Regions from separate parts of the Mus musculus genome. Here all the other regions are linked to region 3. Evidence: chromatin contacts called from public HiChIP or PLAC-seq data. All regions are on one chromosome and are shown on one strand. Each heading gives the region's core, a stretch centred on a gene start, on an enhancer-like site or on the middle of the called end of the contact. The rest is flanking DNA. Distances are from core to core; before and after follow the strand shown. Region 1 overlaps Casp3 (caspase 3). Region 2 has its middle 26 kb from the start of Gm31111. Region 3 overlaps Irf2 (interferon regulatory factor 2).

What was found. HiChIP or PLAC-seq counts read pairs in DNA pulled down with a chosen protein or histone mark.
Region 1: a contact with region 3 is called in an HNF4G HiChIP or PLAC-seq map of pancreatic cancer cells. The contact joins two enhancer-like sites. A contact is called at or near these places in 1 of 484 Hi-C or Micro-C datasets (the G1E-ER4 cell line) and 3 of 115 datasets of contacts at active chromatin or transcription factors (memory CD8 T cells, microglia and pancreatic cancer cells).
Region 2: a FOXA1 HiChIP or PLAC-seq map of pancreatic cancer cells shows a contact between it and region 3. The contact joins two enhancer-like sites. A contact is called at or near these places in 2 of 115 datasets of contacts at active chromatin or transcription factors (the 230-238 cell line and pancreatic cancer cells).

What each region holds. Positions count from the first base shown.
Region 1 is chr8:46,628,789-46,633,493 of GRCm38.p6, reverse strand. Casp3 (caspase 3) reads right to left here. Exons shown (of 7, transcript NM_001284409.1): 2 at 3,693-3,760; 3 at 1,053-1,177. The coding sequence starts at 3,745. Among named protein-coding and RNA genes, the nearest start is that of Casp3, 14 kb to the right of the region's middle. Within about 2 kb of position 2,858, at least 37 of the 459 cell types and tissues checked have an H3K27ac peak or open chromatin away from gene starts, as enhancers often do. A contact at or near this core is called in pancreatic cancer cells, where this site is marked.
Region 2 is chr8:46,650,460-46,655,064 of GRCm38.p6, reverse strand. No RefSeq gene overlaps it. Among named protein-coding and RNA genes, the nearest start is that of Gm31111, 26 kb to the left of the region's middle. Within about 2 kb of position 2,939, at least 60 of the 459 cell types and tissues checked have an H3K27ac peak or open chromatin away from gene starts, as enhancers often do. A contact at or near this core is called in pancreatic cancer cells, where this site is marked.
Region 3 is chr8:46,841,300-46,846,063 of GRCm38.p6, reverse strand. Irf2 (interferon regulatory factor 2) reads right to left here. Exons shown (of 9, transcript NM_008391.4): 8 at 1,197-1,243; 9 at 1-150. Among named protein-coding and RNA genes, the nearest start is that of Gm39170, 13 kb to the right of the region's middle. Within about 2 kb of position 3,238, at least 155 of the 459 cell types and tissues checked have an H3K27ac peak or open chromatin away from gene starts, as enhancers often do. A contact at or near this core is called in pancreatic cancer cells, where this site is marked.

The sequences.
Region 1 (4,705 bases), core at 1,609-4,108, 210 kb after region 3:
GAATATTCAGTCTTTCCAACCATCACAAGATGCTTCCTGGTTTCATTTGTACACAAGAGGGATGCTGAGCACAATGAGCTTAGAATCCTGCTCTTGGTACACTGTGTGCTGAGCACGAGAGACATTTGGTTTTAAAAGGAAGGAAAGCCAGGCGGTGGTGGCAGAGACCTTTAATCCCAGCACTCAGCGGGCTGAGGCAAACAGATCTCTGAGTTCAAGGCCAGCCTGGTCTACAGAGTGAGTTCCAGGGCATCCAGGACTCTATAAGAGAAAAAAACCTGTCTCGGGAAAAACACAATACCAAAACAAAACATCAAGACGACAACAAAACCTATCCAGTCCACTTTCTGCTGCCTATAACTCCTGGATGTGCAGCCTTCGATTGGAGTGTGGTAGATCTACAGTACAAGCCCTGAGCACTTGTAGATTTAGCTTAAACACCATTGCTTTCACCGAGCACTCATTCTCAGGTCAGGGTGAAGGCCTTCAATTAAACAGTAGTTGCAAACACAGAGGCACACTTTGCCTGAACCAGACACATAGCTCCACAAATGGGAAACACGGCTTGCAGTGGTGGGGGCAGCTCAGTAACCTGAGATAAGAGGCCCTAATTGGTATTCTAGGCTCAGAAACGACCTTGGGGCCCACGTGCCTGAGGCAGTGAATTAAAGGCCTGAGGTCACTAGAGAGACTTTCTAAGCTGCCCCAGGGCAGATGACCTCAGGTGCCAGTCATCCATCTTCATCCCATTTCACCTTGTTGCTTATGAAACGTTTTCTTCTCCCATCACTTGACCTCAAGGCACTGGCTCTGTTGGGCAACAGCAGAATCCAACCTTCCACAGTCACAGGAGAGGCAGAGATGTCCAACATGGAAGAAGAGTTCATATTGAATATGGGACCTGTGAGGTTCCAGGGCTTCTCTACTTTGCCATTTTTCTGTATCAGTTTACTGACTCGTAATCACTCACCACTGATATTGCTTTTCATATTATAGGCAATGTAAATGGGATCAATATTTGAAATATCTAAAACATTACCTTACATACATACCAGTGCTCTTATGGAAGTTCTTATTATTAATTATTATGCATATGCCCATTTCAGGATAATCCATTTTGTAACTACTGTCCAGATAGATCCCAGAGTCCACTGACTTGCTCCCATGTATGGTCTTTCTGCATGGAAACCAAATGACAGTTACAAAGGTAGAAATGAAGATTTTTATTAATACAACTTTTATGACTCATCAGAAGAGTTGACATTTGTTTAAGGCTATCAATGTACCAACCTCATGTTACATCCTTCCTTCATTCAAATTCCACAGCATGTGGGTTTGATCCCAATCACCAAGGAGGAAAAAAAAAAACCCATAGATACGCTCCCGACAACCCATTTAACTGATGTGGAGATAACCCACCAAGGCTAAGTAAAGTGCTGAAGGGTGTTCGGATCCTAAGATGGAATCAAGGTGGAAGGGTTTCCTGTAAAGTCCAATTAAATTTTACCAATTACATCTTTTTAAAAATATTAACCTTGTGTGAAATAATCTCTCCTTTGAGACAAAAATATAATAATCTTGTTTTGTTTTGTTTTGTTTTGTTTAAAGATTTTGTTTTTTGAGGTGGAGTTTTGCTATAGGTAGCCTAGGCTGGCTCTGGGCAGTCCACTTATCTAAGACCCCGACATTAAATCAGTCCTTAAACTTTATAAGCTGAACCAATGAATAACTTATTAATGCACAGTTGAATTACCATAAAGGGTTGGAAATACTTAGGTCAAAGTCTCTTATATAAAAAGGTTAGTCAGGTAGATCAGAGGTCAGTAACCATTTTCTTAAAAGCCCAGATAGGCCGGCCCACAGGCTACCCTCTAGTATAGCCTCAATCTGGCTGGGTGAAACTAGCCCAAGGCAACAGACTTATAAAGGTGTGGCAGCGGTCCAACAACTGTGACAGAGGCTGAGCACAAACCTAGCCCATGATCTAGGACTCTAGGAACAGCCGGACATCAACACTGTGAAGGACACACACTCAGCCTTAAGACTGTCTTCCCTTTTACACAACTCTAAAGATAATGGAAGAGAGTAAAAGCAGTAGATAGCTGGGTGTGATGGCGCACGCCTTTAATCCCAGCACTCGGGAGGCAGAGGCAGGCGGATTTCTGAGTTCGAGGCCAGCCTGATCTACAAAGTGAGTTCCAGGACAGCCAGGACTATACAGAGAAACCCTGTCTCGAAAAACAAAAAAACAAAACAAAAAAAAGCAGTAGATGAAGAGGTCAAGGCAGACCAAAAAAAAAAAAGAGCTGTTAGGTCACACAGGCTGTACATTCCTAATCCAGAAATCTACAACTGGAAATGCTCCAAGATTGGCAAGTCAGCATAAGGCCACAAGTGGAAAATTCCACACCAAGCCCCATGTTAACGGGTCACTTTCAAAATGCAGGCCCACTAAAAATATTATATAAAATGAGCTTTGGTAAAATTTATATGAAACAGCAATGAATTCATAGTATTTACAATGTATAGGCCGGGGAGACAACTCAGAAGGTAATAGCATTTTCTAAGCAGTCCAAACAGCCCTGGGTTCAATCCCTGGAAACTATATAAAAAGTCAGAGAGGTTCTCAACTTGTAGGTTGTGATCCCCCTGGGAAGTCAAATGACCCTTTCATAAGGGTCACATAACAGCAGATAACCTGTACATCAGATATTTACACTACAACTCATAACACCAGCAAAGTAACAGCTATGTAGTAACAATAAAAATAATTTTACAGTTGGGGTGTGTTTGCCATAACCTGAGGGACTGTGTTAAAGGGTTGCAGCATCAGGAATGCTGAGAACCACTGCCCTATGTGGTGACTCACATCTCTGTATTCACAGCACTCCTGCTACAAGATGGGAGGTGGAGACAGGAGAATAGGCCAGAGCTTGAAAAAGAGCCTAGGGCACTCTGCAGCAGAAACAAGGAAAAGTTGGCCTCTAACCTCCACATGTGCACTGCAATACATTCACACCTGTACACACACACACAAACACTCTCACGAGCGCGCACATACACTTGAGCCCCAGCTCTAATGCATTTTTGTTGTATATATGTGAATATGTTCCAACCTGAGAGTCCAAAGTCTAAAACATCCTAAGTTCTAGTCATTTTGGGAAAGGGATAAAATCTTGTAACTGAACTGTAATTCCCATTGCCTAAAGCCGATTGATTTTTCACCATTTTCTGCTGCCGTCTTTATGAGCCAGCACTAGACCAAGACAAGATATCCCTTAACAAAGAACATAGAATCCCAAGCCAGGAATATAAGGGCAGTTAGCAACCTAACCAACCTCCTTGGCCTCAAGATGAGACTCAGAGATGTGAGCTGACATTAAGCTGCACAGCTGTGGGGCAAGAGGTAGCCTGGTCTCTCTGGTTCAAAAACCTTTATTCCCTCTGCTCCCCTTCTCTTCAGGGTGAGCTGTCTTGCGCAAACCCATCTTTGACTATACAAAATTACATTTATATCAATTTCACCAGGCACAGTAGTAACTTGTTCCTATTTTCCTAGCATCTAGAAAACAGAAATCAGAAGACCATCACAAGTTTGAAGCCAGCCTGGACTGCAGAGCTCCGGGTTAGCCGGGGGTAGGTGAGAACATGCCTTAAACAACAACAACAAATACAAATAAATAAATACTCACACTTCAAAATTATTAATGGATTTTGAATCCACTGAGGTTTTGTTGTTCTCCATGGTCACTTTTCTTAGCTAGAAGAGAGAGAAAAAGAGAAGTTACTCATAGCAAATCTTTTATAGAGACACTGCTGTGTATTAGCAATGCCATGCTGATTTCTCCTGAAGTTCTTGTTTTATAGCGAATGCTATTGCTCCCCTAAGTCAGATGTATGGAGAATGGTCCTTTGCAAAGGCACCACTCTGTCCCCATTCTTGTTCTTCCTTTAACTATACATTACATCAAGAAAACAGAGTGTGCAGCTCAATCAGTTGTTTGTTTGTTTGTTTGTTTGATTGATTTGTGTGTCCCTGGCAATCACAACAGTTAATACCTTTTTTCCATGGTCACCCAACAACTCAAGTTAAGTACTGGATCTTGGCTCCCAGCTCAAGACAACTAAAACAAAACGGTCAACAAACTAGCCTCAACAGTCAATACCACAATGGTGACAGCCCAAGGGACTTCCAGATCTCCAGGTTCTCCTACTCAGACACTCGAGACTTCTGATGCTACGTGATCCTGTCCTAAGACACAGGCACCTCTCCTCATCTGCTACATTGAGGAAGCCAGCTCCTTGCTTGTCTTCTAGAGTTCTCCAAAAGGAAAGACACTTGGGGGTGATAGTGTATCTCCCCAAATAAAGAAGACAAGCAGAAATAAGACATAAGACAAGGACTAAAAATCTCCAGTGAATCTCCAGACTCTAGAATCCCTGGCTATGTCAAATATTTCCATCACAATACAACTTTTAACCTCAGCCCTATGCTGAGGTCAAAAATACTACAGCCCCACCAGCTGAGGCCCCAAAGCTAAGTTCCTACCATCTTTCCCCTGGTTTGCTGTGCTGTTGGGAACAGAGAAAGAATCCAGGAAAGAGGAAGTGATGACACTTGAGCCTGGCCACAGAAGAGGACAGTGGCTTCATGGGCCTTCAAGACCAGTCAGTGGTTTGCACCCCTATGAAGGCTCTCTGCTTT
Region 2 (4,605 bases), core at 1,690-4,189, 190 kb after region 3:
CCTTATTTAAGGTTTATGCAGATCAACTAGAAGAGCCTATCATACTTGTGAATAAAAACATCACATTCTGCATCACAACCCAACCTGATATCCTTTAGCTGTGTGTATTCTTCCAAAAGTATCCAGAAGACTGAACGTTCTACAGAGTAATAATTTATATGGAGAGATTGCCAGTGTTATAAGCTGTGGGTTTGGTGCTAGAAGCAGGGCTGCTGTTTTGTTTGATCAGTTGGCTGGTTTGCTTTCATTTTGGTTTCCTGGGTTTACCTGAGACAGAGTCTTGCTAAGGCATCACAAGCTGGCCTAGAACGTATGTTCCTCCCACTCCCTCCTGAAGTGGGAAGGTGTGGCACCACAGCCACCCTTGCTGCTTTTTAACGACACTGCAAGCTTCTTTTTCTGAACAACATTTTTATATTTTGTCATTCCTGTCAAGTTTGAAAAATATGAGTATCAGAAACATTGTTGATGTGAATGGCTCTGCCACATCTGTCCCCACTGTCCTGAAGATCCCACTCATACTTACTGGACAAGGCATTTTTTTCTAAAGTTTCATTTATTTACTTATTTAGTGTGTGTTATGTGATTTATGTGGGTGGTGTATGTGTGTGTGTGTGTGTCCATGGAAGCCAAAGGAGGGCATTGGATCGCCTGGAGCCAGCGTTACAGGCAGTTGCAAACTGCTCACTGTAGGTGCTGGGAAGTACACTTGGTTCATGAGAGGCACAGCAAGTGCTCTTGACCTCTGAGCCATCTCAGCTCCAGGACAAGGCCTTTCAGACTCTGCTTAAATGAAGCCTTTTCCAACATCAGCTGGCAAGTATTCATATACGAGTTCCTTCTCTCTGACCTGGAAAGATACAACTGCTATGGCATAGGTTTATATCCAGGGCAGCATAACTGAGACACATCAAGTCCAAATAGCTATAAATACCTTTCAAGAGGAATGAACTATCTATGTCTTCTGGGGTTTTTTGTTTGTTTGTTTGTTTTCTTAAGCTGGAAAACCAGGGCACTTCGTGAAGCACTGGTGTCCCACCTTGCACATCCTGGAGCATGTGACTCACATCCCATTCATTGTTCTTGGGATGGATGCATCTCTGATCCTCTGTGATGGGACATGAATCAAATGATTGGAAATAGAAACAAGTCATTGGCAAAGCCGAGCGGCCATCTAAGCGGTGCTGAAGATAAACTGGGTGCGAGCCCTTCTGATATTTTGCTAAGTATTTTTCCTACTGCATTTGGGTCTGTCAGAAAAGAATGCTTTTACTTTTTAAAAACAAGGGTCTAGGGCTAGTGAAGAAACTCAGTTGCTAGACCTGCTAGTCTGGCTTGGCCAAAGCCCAGGGTCGGATGCTCATGACCATATAAACTGGATACAGTGGCATATATATGTCTGTAATCCCAGCACTAAAGGGGTAAAGGAAGGAAGGTCAGAAGTTCAAGGACATGCTCAGCTACATAAGGAGAGAGTTTGAGGACATCCTGGGCTACATGAGACCCTTTCTCAAAAATAAAATTAAGCCAGGCAGTGGTTGTGTACCCCTTTCATCCCAGCATTTGGAGGCCGAGGGAGGTGGTGAGTTCAAACCAGCCTGGTCTACAGATCAAGTTCCAGGAGAGCCAAAGCTACACAAAGAAACCTTGTGTCAACAAACAAACAAAAGAAGAAGAAGAATAAATAAATATTAAATTAAATTAAGATTAAAATCAAGGGTACAGTCTAAGAGTGAGAATGAACAAAGGCTAGCATTACGGAGCCAAGAATATCATAGTTGCAGAAGACAGACTATTTTGATATGTCATCTCTTCTAGGAAGAAACACCTGAATATTTTGTAACTGTCATTAGTCATCAATTGTCCCGGAAGGAGAGCCAGCATTCCTGAACACATAGCGGCTTTTCAATTTGTTTTGAAGAAACGGTGTCCAGTTGAGAATGAACAAACATTCAGCCAGGGAATGCTTTGGCTGACACAGCAGGGTAGGGTAGCTGCCTGATTCTGTTTGCCTGAGTAGCTATCTTCTACAAGTTCCTGTCTTGCTAGACCATCCCCTTCTGGGTCCTTGACTAGACAAAGGCTTTTCATGGAGGGTTAGCGAAGACACACTGTAGTCTTTGTCCATTGGAGTAGGTTGCTGGCTTCCCCAACATTCCTCCAACAGGAGAGGCAAAAAGAAAACTACAGTTGGGGTTGGGGCAGTGAGACAATAGGTCAGTTAGTAATGTGCTTGTTTTGCAAGCATAAGGACCCAAGTTCAATCCTTAGAATTCATGGAGAAGCCAGGCATGGCGGCCAGAGTTTATAATCCCAGATCCAAGGGAGCAAAGATAGGCAGGTTCCTGGGGTTCACTCCCACAAAGCCTAACTAAGTGAGCCCCAAGCCAGTGAGAGACCCTGCCTCTGCCTCAAAAACAAGGTGAGTGGCACCCGAGAACAACAGTCAAGGTCAGGTCTCCATAAGCACGTATGTGTGGGTGTGCATGTGTGTGTGTGTGTGTGTGTGTGTGTGTGTGTGTGTGTGCACGTGCTAGCATGCACACAAAATAAGGGAGGAAGGAAGGAAGGAAGGAAGGAAGGAAGGAAGGAAGGAAGGAAGGAAGGAAGGAAGGAAGGAAGAAAGGGAGAGAAGGAGGAAAGTTGGAGGAAGGGAAGAAAGAAAAGCCAGAAGATCCACTGCCAGGTCATTTCCTGTGCTGCTCACGTCCTATCAGGTTTGTCTTCCTTGGCATATTTCCAGTCTTAGAATTACTTTAGGGCTGGAGAGATGGCTTAGCCAATTATAGACTAGACTCACAACCAAAAAATATAAGAATTATTTTAATATGACTTTCAATATTCTTGGCTAAACATCAGAAGTAAAAGGTCTAATTTGAATGGCACGCACATATTTAATCTGATAAGACACAGACTGCCCGCCCGGTTTGAATGTGAGGTGTCTCCCACGGGCTCTCAAACACGTGACCCAGAGCTGGCACAACTGCTTGGGAGGCTGTGGGACCTTCAGGAAGTAGGGCGATATTGAAGGATGTGAGTCACTAGGGGATGGGGGATGGGGGTGAAGGCAATACCTGCTTCTGGTTACAGCCCCAGGTCTCTCTGCTTCCTAGGCTGCTTCGATGTAACAAATTGTTTCCCATGCTCTGTTTCCCACACAGCGACGGCCAGCAGCCACTGAGCCATGAGCTGAATAAACCTCTTTTCCCTTAAGTTGCTTCGTCAGGGATTTTGTCACAGCAGTGAAAAAGTTGACTACACAGACAACTCCCCAAGAGGCTGCCAAATTTTAGGTTCTTAGGCGTACAGGTTGGAGCTGCTCGCCCTGAGCCGGTATCAGGCTTCACAGAGGCTTTTCTAACCAGCCTGATGCTCACAGCCTTTCAATTCTTCAAACCTCCTGGCACTGGAAGACCAGGCCAGGCCAGACACCATCTGACACTGAGATTCTAGAGTTTGAATCCCGCATATAGCTCTTAAGCTTAGCCTTGCCTTTTTGTTGATAAATCACCTTTTATTTATTTATTTATTTATTTATTCATTCATTTAATATATCTTTTGAGAATTAAATGTGTACATATTGTAGGGATGTCACATACACCTCCTTCTCATCCCTGCAAGTCCTGTGTCTCCCAGACTCCCTCTGAAATTCATGACCTATTCTTCTTTAATTACTGATTCATATCTGTATGTATGTATATATATATATACACATATCTATATCTATATCCAGCTGAATCCATTTAATGCTGCTCCTATGTATCTATATTGAGGGATTACCATGTGGGACTGAAGAACCTATCAGGAGACTGGAGCCTAAAGAAGATTAATTCTGCTATTTGCAGTTGTTAATTGCTGTAGCCTATCATCCAGGGATGGGCCTGGATAAAAACCATTGAGGCTATGCACCCAGGGGCAGTTGTTCTTTGCATTTGGATCATTTGAGGATTTCTGTAACAGTCTCTCCCTGCCACAAAAGAGCTTTATTGGTGAGTGGTGAGAGCTACAGTTTCCCTATGGATTGTCTTTAGAACAGATACAAAGTATGCAGAGATAGGAAAGTAGCAGTAGCAGGCTCTCCTCTAGGCTCTGGGACCTCACCAGCCATGGATCTTGCTAGATTTTCAGGACCAGACATGGATTCCCTCCCATCCTGTTAGTTCCTTCCAAGATGTCGTAAGTGCCACCATTGCACCCTTCAGGATATGTTGCCCTCCTGATCATTGTCATGGTTCATATACTTTATAGCCGAATAATTTTAATTGATTTTTCCTTTGACATTTTGCATAGTGCCTTTGAGTTCCATGAGAAGTATTCCTCAAGGAGGGGTTAGCTTCACAGTTTGTCACTGTGAGAGGTTCTTCCTTACGGGAGAACTAGCAATGCCCGGTCTTCTTTTGAAAAAATCCTTTTAAGAGAGGTGAGTTATACACTGTCCCCACCCCCATGAACCCCCATCAACTCCATTGCCTTCTTTCCTCTATTGCCAACCCCCAGGATCACCCAGGCCTGAGGGGCTTCAGTAATACCCAGGATAGACTCAGGCCTGCCTATCCCCTGCCTGCCGGGTCCATCTGGGACACAGCTAGCAGAGGTGAGCTCCAC
Region 3 (4,764 bases), core at 1,989-4,488:
ACAGCTATCCTCTTTGATGGTGACCTGCAGATCTGGCTTGTTGGAGGTGACAAAGGTCGCCATGCTGGGCAGCAGATAGGTGTTCCGTGTCCCCATGTTGCTGAGGTACTGCTTGCCTTCGATGCTCCTCTTCCTCCAGTGTGGTCTCCCCTTTCAGAGAAAACAATCAAGATACATTGCGTTCTTTCCCTTCCGCTGAATGGCATAGGCAAAACAATGCCTTCTCTTACTTTTCAAGTGAATGCCCATGAGCTGTCCCTGGTCAAGACTGTTCTACAAAGACACGGAACATGATGGCAGCTTGGCTCCTATGCTCAGCCTGTCCAGGCTTGGTACTGGGTAGTGTCCAGACATAATGGATGGCCCAACCTAATGAGTTACCCTGCCTTTTCAGAGGAATAGAGTAAGGAGCTTACAAACAGCAAATGCCTTTTGATTGCTTTTTAAATGGGTGGAGCTGAGACACGGGTTTTTTTTTTTTTTTTTGAGCCACAGTTGGCCTTACTGGTTGCCAAGCAGAAAAGGGATTAAAGGTCCTTGAAGAAACCAGATCATGAAATCAGTCAGCATGGCTGCCTACTGTCCTCTCAGAATTCCCAAACTTGGAATATTAGGAATTCTAACAAACATCAGCTTCTCCTACAACCAATCCCTGTTCTCCCCATCAGCTTTAGAGCCACTTCCTGCCATTGTGTGAGCCTGGCTGGCCTAAGAGGGAAGCCGGAAGCAGGTGGGTGGGGAGCAGAGACTGGACACACACCCTCTCTGCGGGGCCACTGAGGAAGGGACCGAACTGTGAGGAGATCGTTTTACTCAGCTCTTTCTGTTCACTTGCTTACTTCTTTCTGTTCACTGCTTGGGCTGGGTAGGCCATTCTATTTCTGTTGGCAAATCAGGATGTTTACAGCCAGAAGAATATCAACATTTCCTGGCCCTGACTTCGAGTTCCTCTTCCTGCCATGTTATATTGATCTCTCTTCTGAGGGTCACACTGTGCTCCCTCAACCCCGCCCAGCACTTCATTTTAAGATTAGACTAAAAAGCTAGGGTGAATTGTAGGATATGGATGTTCTCTGTCTCTCTCAGTTTTTCTGTCTGTCTGTGTCTATCTGTCTGTCTGTCTGTCTGTCTGTCTGTCTCTCTCACACACACACACACACACACACACACACACACACACACACAAACTGGCTTACCTCTGCGTTCTCTTCATCACTGGCCACACTGTCGGTAGTTTCGCTTTCTGTATAGAAAGAAAAACAGTCTTGTTGCTCAAGCTATTTTGAGGCTGCAGGAAGTGTCTTTAAAACCTATGCCAGCACTTCAGAAATACAAAACTACATGTACCCTCTCCCTCCACTTTGTAAGGTCAAGCACTTCCACATGAAACAAGCTGGAGTGAATTTCAATTCTCTGCTTGATCCTCTAAGAGGAGTGGGCTTTGGGGCTGAGGAGGAGGCTCACTTTCCAAGGCTATGCTGCCAGAGTCCCAGCTTCCCAGGGTGGAGTGCTGTGCCCAAGGCACCTCCTCCCCACTGAAGTTCTGTCCACAAAAGCACACCATCTTTTCTTCTAGTCCATGTTCTCTTGTCACAGGAAGTCCAAGAAGCCTTCCTGTATCTCTCCTGTATCATCCTCCTCTTAGATTTATAGAGATCCAGCTTCCACTGGAGTTAAAGCAGGTGACCATGTTGTAGATGCCCCAAGCCCTTCGCTGAGCCTTTACTGTCTTTGGGACCTGTCCTCCTCAGTTTGGATAGGAGCTGTGACTTGCTTTTAGCCAACAGAACACATCAACGACGTAACTATTATATGAGCAAATTCATGTCATCGTGTAAGATTCAACCTGTCTTTCATGGATACTCTCTTGCCTGCTGGCAGTGTTAGGGAGGCCCACATGGCAAATTTAAGCTAAGGGCTGCTTCCAGATAAAAGCTAGCAAGAAATTAGGAATCTCTGTTCTTCCCCACTTGCAAGGAATCCAGTTCTGGCCAATGCTTCGTGAGGCACTGGCTCAACAGCTGAGTCTCAGACGAGTTGCAGTACTAGTTAATGCCTAATGACAGGTTAGCAAGGCTCTGCTGCAAAGGACCCAGCTAAGCCATCCCTGGATTCCCAACCCAGAGGCTGTGAGTTTTGTACTGTGGTAAGCCATCATGTTTAGGGCTGTACAGCTACATAGCAATAGATAATATAAACCCGATTGGACCTGCCAGCTATGTGACACAGAGAACAGTTCTTAACCAGAGTGAGCTAAAGTTACCTGCTACCTTCCAGAGAGGATTAAATGATGAGGGAGAGGGTGTTTGGGCATTTGGGAAGGCCCTGCACAGAGCTGACACACAGTACCTGTAGTATAATTACTATTTAGCTCTGAGTTTTCACATTGGGCTGGATTCAACAGAGTTACATAGAGTAACTGGCAATTTCATATCATCTGTATGTTAAGTTTTATAAGTTAATAAAAGAATACTGAACAGTTTTTTTTCAGTGTTTGACAACACTCCAAAGTTAATGCATAGAGAGTAGAACATCTAAAGTACACAGTACTTGTAAAGATCTATGGCTCAGTTCTGCTGGAGTCTTTTATCCAGGTCTTGTTCATCCCCTACCAAGATCCTAAACCAGAGAACAGCTGTTATCATCTGGCAATATGTTCTCTAGCTCCTTCTACAATCTTCTGCCCTGGTGTCAATGGTTCTAGGCAAACTAGAACCCTTTCCATCATTCAGAGCATAGCCCAGAGTCCAGGCTCTCCACATATAGCAAATTAAAGAACTAGTAGACAAACTGTCCCCACCCTCCCTTACCCCAGTGCATTCCTGAAACAGACAACAAGCATTCGAGATCCAAAAGTCTCCTCCAGGAATGAGTGTGTTTGCGTTACTCTCAGCCACTGTTCTCCAGAGACTTCAGACAGGCCTGGGAGATTGCCACCGGCTGACTAAACTCAAATCTTTGCCCCTCCACCTCACAGTGTTCTGCCCAGCCCAAAACATCCCCATGTAGGGGGGGGGAGTTACAAATCTCCTAGGTCTTGGCTGACAGTGATCTGAGCTAAAGAGACAAATTGACAATAGGCACAAGAAATGTTTCCAGGCAGAAGTAAACCAAGACCAGAAAAGGAAACTTCTCTCCAAACACAAAAGCCACATTAGCTCAGCCTCCAGAGGACACAGGACAGCCACTCCCAAGAGGAAGAAAAAAATGGGGAACAGAGATGTTGAGAACCTTGGCAAGTGGCGGACTGAGTCAGCAGAGGGGAGAAAACAAAACTGAACTTCGGATCCCAGAGTCGCAAACAGCACAGAGACTATCTCGCTGCTGGCAAACCTTCAAGAGCTCCTTCCTAGTTTCAGGCTTGGCTTTGTTTGTGCTCTGAAGCCTAAGTTTCCCTTCCTTCCACAAGGACCAGACACACTCTCCTCCTAATGCCTCTCTGTAAATCCTAAAGTCTCCTGTGCCTTTCCCCTTCAAATAAAAGCGGATACACAGAGACATCAGGCACACTTGGGAAGGCAGGGGATCGAAAGAAAGAAGCTGTGGTCGGCAGGGTTCTAGGATCCCATGAGCCCAGTCCATAATTGTTGGAAGCTTTGGAAGTTAGATGCTAGGTTAAACTCCTTGGTAAGACTTTGAATATACCTGGAAGGGGATAAGAACCTTAATGTCCTGTGAGTACCAGCATTCAACTGGAGGAATAAAGTTTCGGCTAAGTAAAGACACGCATACTCTGTCTGCCCCGTGGACACAGACACTGACTGGAGAGAATCATTTCTAAATTAAGTTCAACGGTCTCTGGTGTGCTTATGGAACCTCTCGCCACATCAGGAGCTGGGCATAAGGGTTTGCATCTTAACTGACTCCCAAAGACTGGTGCGTTGAAGATCTGGTCCTTAGGTGACAGTGACATTGGGATGAGTTGGAAACTTGTAAGAGGTGAGACCATCTCACTCACACCTATGCAGGGGATCATGGGGCCCCCAGCTCCTTCCTGTCTTTCTTCCCCTTCCCATCCACCATGGTCTGACCAGCTTTGCTCCACACCACATGGTTCTAGCCACGCTGTTCTGTTCCACCACAGTCCCAAAGCAATGGGGCTAAGTAGCTACAAGCTGAAATCTCTTGAAACTGTGAGCCATGCCACCGTCTTTATCTCTTTTAAAACAGATTGCCTCGCATGTTTTGTTACAGCAGCGTGAAGCGTGCTAAGATACCAGTCTCTAACGCCGATTCTTTTTGAGAAGGTGGCCTTGAGGGGCCTTCGGCCTCAGAGGTGCAGGGTTTCCTCAGGCTCGATTTCAGATGAATGGCACTTTTTAATAACTATCACTGAATAGTCTGCTCCAAGCCCTCCTTTCCGTTCTCTGGATTTTTGTCCACCATTTCCAGAATGACTTTTTACATGACAAATGAGCTCGCTGTAGCCGAGGCTTCCAGATCGATGCGACTGCCAAAATGTCAGTGTGCATTATGTCACTTCCCTCTTTTATTAGTTCGGATACTTTTCTAACTGACTTCCAATACAATGGGATAAAGATGATGGAAGTCACTTTGCAAGAGTGGTCAGAATAAGCTGAAATATTTACACAGTAGTAGCAGACACACAAATAACTGATTTAACCTTTCCGGCCCGTTTTTCAACAAGCAGCTAAAAGGGGGGAAAGTGATCAGGACTTGGAACAGATGACCTCACGGGCTCTCCCAGAGCAACAATTCCAGAAATCTGCCACTTCAGGCCAACTCTTAACATCCGCCTTAGAA